Linked DNA regions of Mus musculus: region 1 is linked to region 2. A link is a contact called in public promoter capture Hi-C data. All regions are on one chromosome and are shown on one strand. The core of a region is the stretch at or near the end of the contact, and the rest is flanking DNA. Distances in the headings are between cores, read along the strand shown.

Evidence for each region. Promoter capture Hi-C pulls out the DNA fragments that hold promoters and counts their contacts.
Region 1: a promoter capture Hi-C map of cranial neural crest shows a contact between it and region 2. The contact joins the promoter of Sema3e here to the enhancer-like site in region 2. A contact is called at or near these places in 3 of 39 promoter capture datasets (the 3T3-L1 cell line, cranial neural crest and hippocampal neurons), 1 of 115 datasets of contacts at active chromatin or transcription factors (embryonic stem cells) and 1 of 9 other capture datasets (embryonic stem cells).

What each region holds. Positions count from the first base shown.
Region 1 is chr5:14,022,596-14,028,734 of GRCm38.p6, forward strand. It overlaps Sema3e (sema domain, immunoglobulin domain (Ig), short basic domain, secreted, (semaphorin) 3E), which reads left to right and starts at 2,681. Exons shown (of 17, transcript NM_011348.2): 1 at 2,681-3,429. The coding sequence starts at 3,315.
Region 2 is chr5:12,631,141-12,636,809 of GRCm38.p6, forward strand. No RefSeq gene overlaps it. Among named protein-coding and RNA genes, the nearest start is that of Sema3d, 250 kb to the left of the region's middle. Within about 2 kb of position 3,506, at least 15 of the 459 cell types and tissues checked have an H3K27ac peak or open chromatin away from gene starts, as enhancers often do.

The DNA of each region.
Region 1 (6,139 bases), core at 1,431-3,930, 1.4 Mb after region 2:
AAATACCTTCCTGATCTGTGTGATTGGCCTGAAAAACACACTTTTAATCCCTCTGTTTGGAACATAAACAGATGGATTAGTACACACCTTTAATCCCAAACAACGAAGATAAAGTTAGTTTGAAGAAGGATGCATCCATGTTTGAAATCAGTGTCTAATTGAGGGGCAGACAAAGTGATGAATCAGAGAAAGAGTTGACAGAAAGAGTCAGAGATTACCCAACTCTCACCAGGAGAGCACAGGAAGGAGAAGCTATTTGAGAGCAGCACAGGAAGAAGGGTGAGTCAGTGGGGAGTCAGTGCAGTGAGTGCAGTGCAGAGGAGCTGAGTTCATGCATGAGTTCACACAGCTCAGGGCAGGTCAGCAGAGTCAGTTGAAGCCAGACAATGAGAAGGAGCCAGAAGACTAGAACAAATTGCCAGAGTTAATTTGAGGCTAAACAGAGCAATTCAGCAAGAAGCTGAGAGAAGCCAGATTGAAACAATCAACGTAGAAAGGAGTCTGAGCCAGAACAGCTGGATTGAGACAGTTATCCTGAGTTCAGGATGAGCTAGAAAGCATGAGCTCATTCAGCAGTAAGCCTTCAAGACAACAACGACATCCGGTTAATAAAAGATACATTGACAGTTACTTGTTTTGTTCTCCCATGTCTGTATATTGCTCAGACTGACAACCTCAAATCAATCATTGAATCATCAAATACTATTGTTTATCCAAAAGACCCACAATCTACAGGGACACTTTACTTACTATTGAATTTATTTTATTTTTTCAATTTCAAAATTTTCCACAGTACATGGGATTCTTCCCAAGCAGTGTGCCTTTCATGTCCCGGTTTGTCTATATTATTCTTGGATTGTACATAATTACTTTTAAAAAATCCACTGCTCAAAATGTCATACTGAAATGAGAATCTGAATGGCAAACTCACTTCTGAATTTCATATTTTCTGAAACTAATTATTCTTAGTTTCTTTCACAAAGAGAATAGCCAATTTTGTCTCAAAGACTATTCCGAAGGATAGTCTAAAAACATATGGAGGAATCTGAGAGCCTCATGAGTACCCGATGTTTAGTTTTAATAGTCATTTTAATTATTAATTTATTTCCCATTATCCATAGGTTTTCTATAACACACACAGAAAGGTAAAAGGCCATAGAAAGGGTTTGAAGGGACATGTAATACAAACGTGAAAAAAGTAAAACAGAGCACATTTTGTGATGGACAAAGGAGTGGATTACTGTGGTAAATGCTTTGAAATTGCCCATACTCACTTTGAGGAAGTGAGAAATTTTAGCATTAATAGTACTTATTCTCCAATTTACTTTGAGTCTCAATGAAGTATCTATGATCGTCTTTCTTTAACCCTATAGCAATCTTAGGTAGATGTCAGTTGAATAAGGATATTAATTTCAGTAATCAATGCACAGACCCTGCCCTTAGGTAAAGCTGATAAAGTTGTTATCTATGTTCTAGTTACTTTGGTTTCTGGAACAGAGTGAAATGATTGTGAAGTTACAGGATGTTACAGTTAGGTCTGTAGCCCATCTCCCTGGCTTTTAAAATATGCAAGTGTCTACAAAGACCACCCCGTGTTAAAAGTCGACATACTTCATGTTGTTTCAGCGTTAAGTACTGTTTAGAGTTTGTTATCTTTTGTGAACCTTGCAAATCTAATTATTTATAATCTCCGGTGACATTTACATTTTGCTAAATATACTCTGTCCATGTTATCCTTTAAACATGGGTAAAGGATGCCTGGTTGGACTTCTTGCTTGTATAGAATGTAGGATATTGGAATGACCTAAGTTATCTTTTTGTTATAATCATATCACTTTAAGCACATAATTCTGAAAAACTGTCCACAGCCATTGCTATATATAAAATGAAGACTAAGAAGAAAAAGCCATCATAGCGGATATCATTTGTTTACCATTTAACTTTCAGCTGTGAGACCAAACCGCTATTACAGCTTACTGCTGTCTTGAAATAATACAATTCATTTCCATGCCAGCAGCTCTAGAACGTTTGGTTTAGTTTTTGAAACTGCTTGAAAGTAGATTGAACAGCTGACCTATTGTGTTAAGTTTACTTACACAAACATGGTGTCATGAAAATAAACTCTGAGAGTGCACAACACTGACTTCCAAGGTACTTTACATCCTGTGTTAATGCTTGCCTTACCCAGGCCCAGCGAGTAGAGAGTCTCAACTTTACCTACACCTCTCTACATCGAGACACCTCTCTCAGAAGACCAATACCTTGACCTTTAATCTTTCTTAAATGTGAGCTGAGATATGTTTTTGTTTTAGGAAAATGAATATACGGCAGATTTCTTTTTTCATATTAACTCATTTATGAAACGATGGAAAAGTGACATTTTACCCCTCTGGCTCTTGAAATACGCACTTTCCTCAAGAGTCAAAAGTAACATTTCTAAGATGGAAAATACAGAAAACTTGAATTGTGAACAAGGTTCTGTGGAAACAGTGAACAAATTAATTTGGCTCCCGGATAGTGGGAGATTTAGACTGTGGATTTATTGAAAGATGAATGAGCATTTCAAAGTCCTTCCCGAGGCCACGGCTCAGCCTTTCACATGCTCAATAGTATTCTGCAGGTCTTCCTGGCCCCGCCCCGACAGGGTGAGGACCTGTCTCCCTTGCCTGGCGGGCGGGTCAGAGCCGGGGAGATGCGGCGAGGCACGTGGGCTGGAGACACTTCCTAGAAACGCGCGCGGGCTCAACCCTGCCTGAACTTTCCTGTAAACAGAGCGCTGACAGGCGGCATCCCCGCTGGGTGGATCCCGCGCTCCTGGCGCAAGTGGCACTTCTTGCTTCTAATTATCGAGAGGAGAGGCGAATACGAACTAGCTGCTCGGCAAGTCAGTGCAGGAGGCTGACTTCTGGGAGGCTGGCGGGGAGGCTGGGGGAAGAGCTGGGGGAGGCTGCTGCTCTGCTCCGACTGTTTTCTCAATGAATAGCTGGCGGGGAGACTGAAGCTAGCCACAGCCTCCTCCTCACTCCGCGTCTGGGTGACGGCGACAGCACCAGCCCGGACCTGGCTCTCAAGACGCGCTCCTTGGACGGTCTCTTGCTCCGCGCTTCTAACCACCGGGCCCAAGGACAGAAAGGCTTAGCGGATCCAAATATTGCCCGGCAAATGGCACTTGGGAATGGTATTTTCTGATGACAACCCCTTCTGTTTGTGACAAAGCCTGTCGCCCGCAGTTGCCCCTGGAGGGAAGTACTAAGTAAAACTCAATCCTGTCTTAAAGTGTGGCTGCAGGGGCCAGAGGAGAGCCAGCACGCACCATGGCACCGGCCGGACACATCCTCACCTTGCTGCTCTGGGGTCACCTGCTGGAACTCTGGACCCCAGGTCACTCCGCGAACCCCTCCTACCCCAGGCTACGCCTGTCACATAAAGGTAGGTTACCTTTCCTTATCCTTTTGTTAGGAAAATGACCGAATGGAAAGTCACTTAACACAGGTCCATGTTGCCCCCAAGACCCTCAAAGTGCACCTGAAGCATATTGCCACACTCACCCAGGAGTGTAAGCACCTCGAGTTAACATATCCTACCTCATCTGGAAAAAGTGTTAAATCGCTTGCCAACTTGGAGGTGTTATTTTTGCCCTAGAAATATCAGATATTATTCTGGAGAAGTTCACTCACCGCTCTGCAGAACTGAGAAGGTGGGGCGCAGCTGCTAATAGCTGGAAAGGCTAAATCCCCCAAGTGAGCTGTAGCTACTGAAATACCACTACTTGCACTATGGGAGGCCTATGGGACAGGCTTTAAAAGTAGAGGCACACTGTTGTTGCTGCTGTCGTTGTTGTTGGGTGTTTTGTTTGTTTTCTTTTTAATGAGATTGAGAGGAGAAAAGAAAATTCCTGAGGAAAAAAAATGATATCATTCCCCCGTGTAATTAAAATGACTAACAAATAATACAAATTAGCCTTCACACTGAGTTGATTATTAGAATATTTTAATATGTGGCAAAATAAAGTAGTTTATTGGCAATCATGGTAAAGTGACTTGTAATGATTAAATATTACTATGTACTAGCTGTTTCTTTAAGTGTGCATTCATCTATTTTTACTGAATGCTTAGCACAATGTTTATTTTACTCTGCACACAGCTCCATCATATTCATAAATAAATGATCAAACGATAGGTTCTGCATCAGGACCAGTCAAAGCCAATCATCAGTCCTCCTGTCACCAAACAAATAAGAAGCAAAACCTGTGTTAAGAGGAAGCGATTTTGTTGACTTGAAAGGAATTTGGAATAAATTATTGGGAATGAAGTATTCATTACCACCACCAATTAAGACAGAGAACAGATGCAATAATAAGGATTACATAAGAGCCATTTTATTCAACCGAGTAAGCTTTTAAATTGTCTTTCACTATGGAAAGAACATAATCTGCATTTCTGAATACAAGAGAAGACTTTTAGCAGAGGATGGAACCAGAAGGTCTGAGTTTAGTATGACATAAATGGCCCTTTTGTCTTCTTATTGGACAGCAGTAAATGTAATGGTGACTGTAGAAATTTCTCATCTTGATACTTAAAATTATGGGTATCTTCTTGATTTAAATAATGTTCTTGTAACATTAAGTTCTAGGTACCAAAAATGCATTAAGTATATAAATATAATTCATTTGTAACATTTAACACACACCTTTTGATTTGGGACGATATATTATGATGGAGATAGCAAAGTCTCTATTTCTAAGAAGTTATAACCAAATACATCAAAGTGCAAAATTTGACTATGGAGATGGACTATGGAGAAATGAAGATGCCAGAAAAGAATAAGTTGATTCAGAATCTTATGAGTGCTATTTATCCTAGGGCTATTACGAATGAATTATTTCTTCCCAATTTGTGTTTCTGAGTGTACACTGTTGCTATATATGAAGCCTACAGTTCTTCATATTGTTTTCATGAGAAAAATGAAATCACAAAATTTACAGGAAAATGTATGGACTTGGGAAGTATACTGTTAAGTGAGGTGAACCAAACTCATGCAAGAAAGCATTGCATGTTCTTTCTGAAATGTGGATCCTAGCCTATAATACATGTACTGCGTGTGTGTAAACAGCAAGCAAGCATAGCTAACTATAGGTGTAGTGTAAGACTTAGAAAGGAGAGCAAGGAAGGGTGACATTAGGTAATGAGGAAGGATGGAATGTAGGCAAAGGGACACATGAGTCATGAAAGGATATAGGGCTTGTTTTTCTCCCTTCTAGTTTCAACTCTGCCATAGTTTCTTTCTTCCTTTTTTTTTTTTTTTTTTTTTTTTTTTTTTTTGTGGTGGATAACTGAATAAAAATGTAGAAAAAAAGGAAGGCAAATGGATAGGCTGTTGGTTTTGACATGCTGCTGTTCTGTTGAGCCTTCCATTGACCTTTATACCGCAGGCAGACTTGGCTTTTGATAGCTCCGTATCAGTATGTTTTCCAAATTGCTTCATTTGATTTTGTACCAGAGAGCTTATAATTTGGTCAGTGTACCAAAATTCCGTGGTACAGTCAATCTCATTTAAATATATTTTCTTTAATCAAGCTCATCTTCAAGATGTCTCTCTTAATCAGGGAAATCAGTGTAACTGATTTTATGAGCCATGTCATATGTTGTGGAGAGGACTTGCATGTATTTGTGTGTACTAGACTGAGAACTCTCCCAGGATTTCTCTCTGGCATGTCTTCTACACTTATTGGGACTGGCTAGGCAGACAGTTTTATGGTGATAGCTTTATATGAAGACAGTGTAGTGATATCTTCGAATAAAATGTTCTTACTTGTGAATTTTAGTTAGGACAGTCAGCTATGAGATCACACCAGAGAGGCAACGGGGAGCAGCACATGCTTGCTGTACCGCAGGTTTCTCAGTGACGCGGAAGGCAAGGAATGTCAGAGCAAGGACATGTAGTTCAGTCAGCACAAAATGAAGCACTCTCCATGCTCTGGAATTCAGCCGATGGTCCAAGAGTCTTCAAATATTAAGAATCATGCAGCGCAGGTTAATCTTCTGAAGTATTGCATGGTGACAGGAATTTTGGGTTTTCAGTTGCAGGTGGAGTTAAGTGATTGATATTACCAATGGTTGCTCAGTCTTTCAAAGTAAGA
Region 2 (5,669 bases), core at 2,256-4,755:
CACTGCTGACTACAGATAATGTCCAGATTGCGACACTTGAAGACTATGATTGACTAAAGCAACAACACCTCTCTACATTTATTCTTAGAATGAAAGAGATGACTACCACCATATGATAGACTACAAAAATAACAATTCGTTTTACAAAATGAGAGAACATGTTTTGTATTCCAGACCACTGAGAGCTTTAGATTTGTTCTAAGAACCCCAACACTTCAATAAAAAATGACTAGCCCACTCTGCCACTGGCTGTTGTTCCAAACAGCATTCAATAAAAGAAATTTAGCATCCTTGATTCTGTCTTGGAATAATGCAGACTAAGCAAAAAGTCTGGAATAGACTAGATAAAAGCTTATTTTCAGGCATCCCATATGTCTTTAGCAAAGAAAATAAACCCAACAGGTGAGTTTTGTATATCAAGGTGTGTCAGCTTTGACACCATTATAAATCATTTGAGGATATATTTCTTTATGAGAGTTTTTGAGGAAATACATAAAAATAAAACTAACAACATAAAGCATTACACCAGGGAGAAAAGTATAGAGGTTTATATTCTTCTTTAAATCATAGGTGAAGGGTCGATTTGAGCAAAGAGAGAAAATACAGGATGACAAAGAATACACCTAACAACTTCTGATGTGTAGTAGGTCCAATGAACTATTTGACTGGAGAATTCATAAAACTAGTTGAGAAAAAAAATAAAGATAGTAAAATGTAGCTATGCAGCCTACAATTATACAATGGATGAATGAGTTCAGCCTCGGGGACAAATCCAGCTTGCATGCTGCTTGCCAAGACTTGGGTCTTGTCATGTGTATCTGCATCCTCCCAGAGGAAAGGAGACGTTTTGATCTGCAACGGCCCTATTGATCCAGCAAGTGCAAAGGTCAGAATAAGCTAATGTCAGACTTGAAAAGCAGTTCACCTCAAGTCTTTTCATATTCAGGGGGGGAGTATTTCCCATGAAATGGAATACAAAATAGGCAGGTTCTCAAAAAATTCAACTAGCCATCATTTGGCCATTCCAGTATGGACTGGAAAACTTGAATACTGCAAGTCTACGCTCCTAGCTAGAAGACAATGCACCATTTAGCCTTGTTATCAAACATTTCATTAGTCTGTTGTGGTATAAGAATGGTTTTGTTCTTTCCGAATTAAAATGATGTAGATATTCAGAGAGCATCAGTTTTTTATGATATGTCCAGTTGTGATGAATATCTGTACTAAAAAACCTAAAAGTCCAGTATGTACCCTAGGTTTCTCTGTATTTAATATTTCATGAAATACTCACCTGGGCTTACTTTATCTGTTACTATCTTGCAACTCTTCTAAAAATATTTTAGCATTTCAATCCAAGTTTTTCAAATGCCTTGGCTATTGAATTGCTGCCTTTATTATTACTTTCACTGTCATCATTTCCACTTGCCATCATTACAAATGCATTGCATATGAATAATTGAATAACTACTGTGTTTAGGTGTCAAGATAAAAAAGGTTAATACTAATGATGTAAATATACAGTTTATGTGCACTTCAGGTTAATTATATGAGAATATTGATAATCTCTAGTAAGATATTACAGCTTGGTTTTGCTGAAATCCAGTAGTAAACAATTTCTCAAATAATTTCCTTTTACTTTGTAGTTCTTTGTGTGAAGGTCAACATTTTCAATGTGTACCAAAGAAACCAAACCCATTTTAACTTTCACTGTAAATTATTTTTTAATATATCTTTTAATATCTGAATACAGTTAAAGTATTTCAAAATTGAGCTCTGGGCTCGACATCGGTGTGTGTGTAGAGTGAGGGAATTGATTCAAAACAAAACAAAACGAAAGAATATAAAACAAAATGTGAACAGTGGTTTGGTTACTACCATCCTAGCTTCCTTTCATTTTCTTTTGCTCCGGTTACTTCTGTTATCTTGGTAATTTCATATTCCAGTCCCCACGTGTTTCCATTAGAATCTTATAAATATGCTTATCCTTTCTCTTCTCTTTGATAGGTAGCCAGTCTCTTCATTATTTAACAAATGTCCTGTACAGTCTGAATCAAAAATTCATAATTGTCAACCAGTTTCAGTTCATGGTAGCAAACAATAGAAAAGCTGTGACTAACTTAATCAAAAGGGTAAGGAGTGGCTTGCAAAGACATGGTAAAATCAATGACTTAATATATAAGTCTTTCCTGAGGTAGAAAACAGTGTGTGTTCCTCTTAAATATTCATCAATGAATGTGGAGCTTACTAAAATAGAAAGGATAATCCTTTTCCCAGAGCCTAGTATAAGCTCACGGACTCAATGCTGTTGTCTTCATTTTACTCTTCTATCCTGAGATTTCTGTTCTAGCTGATGTTTTCAAACATTACTGGTTTTGTTCAAATTCTCATTAATGTTATTCCCATCATAATGCTTCTAAGAGAATAAGGGATCCAGTAATCTGAAATTTGCTCTTGTGTATTTTGTTGGAGTAAATCCCCTGCTCAATCTCTCTCTCTCTCTCTCTCTCTCTCTCTCTCTCTCTCTCTCTCTCTCTCTCTCTCTCTCTCTCATTATCTAACACAATTTTCCTCCTCCATTCTTCATTCTGATCAAAAACTGGGCTAGCGTTTCTCACAATGCTGGTTCGTCAAGCCTGTAATTCAAAGGCAACACCAAATCCAACTGTGTTTTACAAACACTAATAGTTCCGAAACTACATTACCACACAAGCAAGTTAAGCGCACACTTGGGAAAAGGGATCGAGTTTATGACATTATTGTACACCATTTGCGGCAAGTGTGAAGTCCCAACTCATTTTTTCCAAACAGTTTCATCTCACATGTTCTTCTCTACTTGACCAAATTCTGATTTAGGAAAAGAGACCAAACAAAAAGGTAAAAGCCTATTTAAGACCTAAACATCTTTCCTGCATTCCCATGAGACCTAAATGAGAACTAATGCATACAATCATACAGACATTGTTCCTTTTAAAGATAAAAGGAGGCACTGCTTCCCCACATGGCAAATAAATCATAATAAATCTAAGACATAGTACAAGATAGACATTAGCAGGAGATCTGAGAGCAAATCTTAAGCGTGTGAGGATCAGCCAATTGCATCCTAATGTCAAGCCAAGATCAGTGGAAATAATCATTCTGGCATCTGACAGAAGAGGTCAAAGGACAGGATTTAATGCCTCCATAGTCTGATTTTTCCAGTCTCATGGAGCAGGTGGTTAATAAGGCATGATTATTTGTTATGGTTTAAAGAGTTGAGAGCAATGTAAGATTTCCAGTGATTCCCCACTCTGGTTCTGGTGAGAACATTGTAACCTTTTTGTTAAAGACAATTATGTGGAGGTCATTACTTTGTCAGAGCTGATTTCTTTCCCTAAGAAAAATATGGAATGCAAACATATCAAGTTTCAGGGAACTAGTAATGTCACAGATGAGTCTTCCACGATTACAAAGGAGGACAGACCTGGGGTCAACGGACAGAGTCCCGAGTGCCTGCCTGATTAGACAGAGCCATTTCACTGCAGCTTTGAAAAGAAAAACCTGTGGAAACAGAGAGAGGTTTGAAAGCACCCACCAGGACTTTAACCATGGGAAGAAAGAGGGCAAGAGTGAGAGGAAGTAAGCGTGAGCCAGAAGAGAGTAGAATGAAGACATTTTGCACAGCCAATGCTATTTCGAGGGACTGTAAGGAGCTTGAATCGGTCAGACACACAACAAAGCCCAGCGCCAGCATGGAACGTTTTGCTCAGCAGGCTCTTTCCTTCCTTGTATTTGTTTTCCTCTCTGTCTGATGAATTTGTGTCAGTCAATAAATTCAACCCTTAAACTGTTTGAAAAACAAAAACGGGTAACGGCTGAGTTACAGAAAGCCTGTGAAGTTTGCTTCCCAGCCTCTGCATTTACCGGGAGAAGCGTGCTTGAGCTGGCCCATTAATTTCACTCTATTTGGTGTTTATGGTAACAACACACAATTATGAAGATTTCCAGTGATAATCTCTGTGAAAAGCATTAAGAACACTTTAGATTAATCCAGCCTTCTTACTGTAATTACCATTATTATTGTATAAGTAAAAGTTTGTACGAAGAAACATGAAGCAAATGAGTCACAGGCTATGATGTTGACCATTGTTGTGTTAATGAGAAAATGAGGCGTAAATATTGTTGACAAGTTCACTCAAACCTAGAACACTGATCTCCAGGAAGTCTTCTGGTCGTATCATCTGGTGTTTCTACCTTTGGGCATATTCATGAACCTCAAATCTGTGCAGGTGCTTGCTTCACTTTACTGTAATGAATTAGCAGCTCAGAGCCATGCGTGCCTAGGCCTTTGGCTGAAGAAAGAGTAGCAGTTTATATAACTGAATTTTTTTTTTTTTTGAGAGTGATAAAAAAAATGTGTAGCAAGTCTGGCTACCTTCTGAGCAGAGATGGAGAAAGCATGTGCAAAAGGGAAGGCCTTTTAACTACTGAGGACGGGAGGATCATAATGCAGGTAGGGTCTACAAGGCACCTGGATTACAAGAGATGTCGGGATGACAAAGAAGACAGAGTCTATAGGGAGGAACCATGGGAAAGCTACTCTCTGACCAGGAGCCTCCTGTTAGACATCCCACTCTCAGCACTTCCAATTCACCTATGGTAGGAAATACTGATTCAAGAGCAGAAATGAATACAAACTGAAGTACCTACATAAAAATTTGTAAGGGTTCTTATTAATGATTTAAATGTGTTATATGCTGTAATGGTAGCATTACTGGTTATATTGGATTAAATAGAATGAAATTAATTTTACCTTATTTTTACTTTTTGAAATGTGGCACCTACAAAAGTTTGAATTTTATACTGGTTGCATTTGATTTGTTGTAGAGAATAAAACAGAGTTGTAAAAGCTGTTTTGGATATCATACTGCAACCACAAATGTAAATGTTCACTACTACTAATGTTTGACATACGTATGATTCATATGTTACAGTGGATGAAATATGCTACCAATAACTCTACTTTTATTGATTAACTTATTTTTCTATTTAAAGAATATTTTCTCATGTATGTTGCTATGTCTACTCACTCTGTTTTACTTCTTTGGAAGGGATACTGACAAATTATAATAGCAAATATTTAAAGGGATGAATAAGATGATTGTGAGAATGGGGGAAAAGGGACCTATCGTAAAAAGCTAGTAATTCAATAGAAAGATAGGTTGTTGTTACCTACTGTGTACTGCGGAATAAACTCTGGTTCACATTTGAAGGAAAGAGGGAATTCCAGTTTCTCAAAATTAAGAAAAATGAACTAAGAATAGAAACTCATAAAAAGGATTGGTAATTTTGCAGAGGTGGTACAAACCTAAATGGCCTTTCTCCAAGTAATGCATAATTCAACTCAAATGAAGTTTATATATATATACATATATATATATACATACACACACATATATCATATATATATGTATACACACACACACACACACACATATATGTTAGATACTCAATGTGGACTAAATAAATTATATTTTCAAGGATTTAATTTCTGTATTAAGATTTTTATCATTAAAAGCAAGAATAGGATGTGAAATAGGTATGAAAGAAGTAAAACAATATGTGGCTTAAAAGTAGACTATACAGCTCCCTGAAAACCAGGCACTTTTCCAAGAGTCATCTGGTATTTGAAG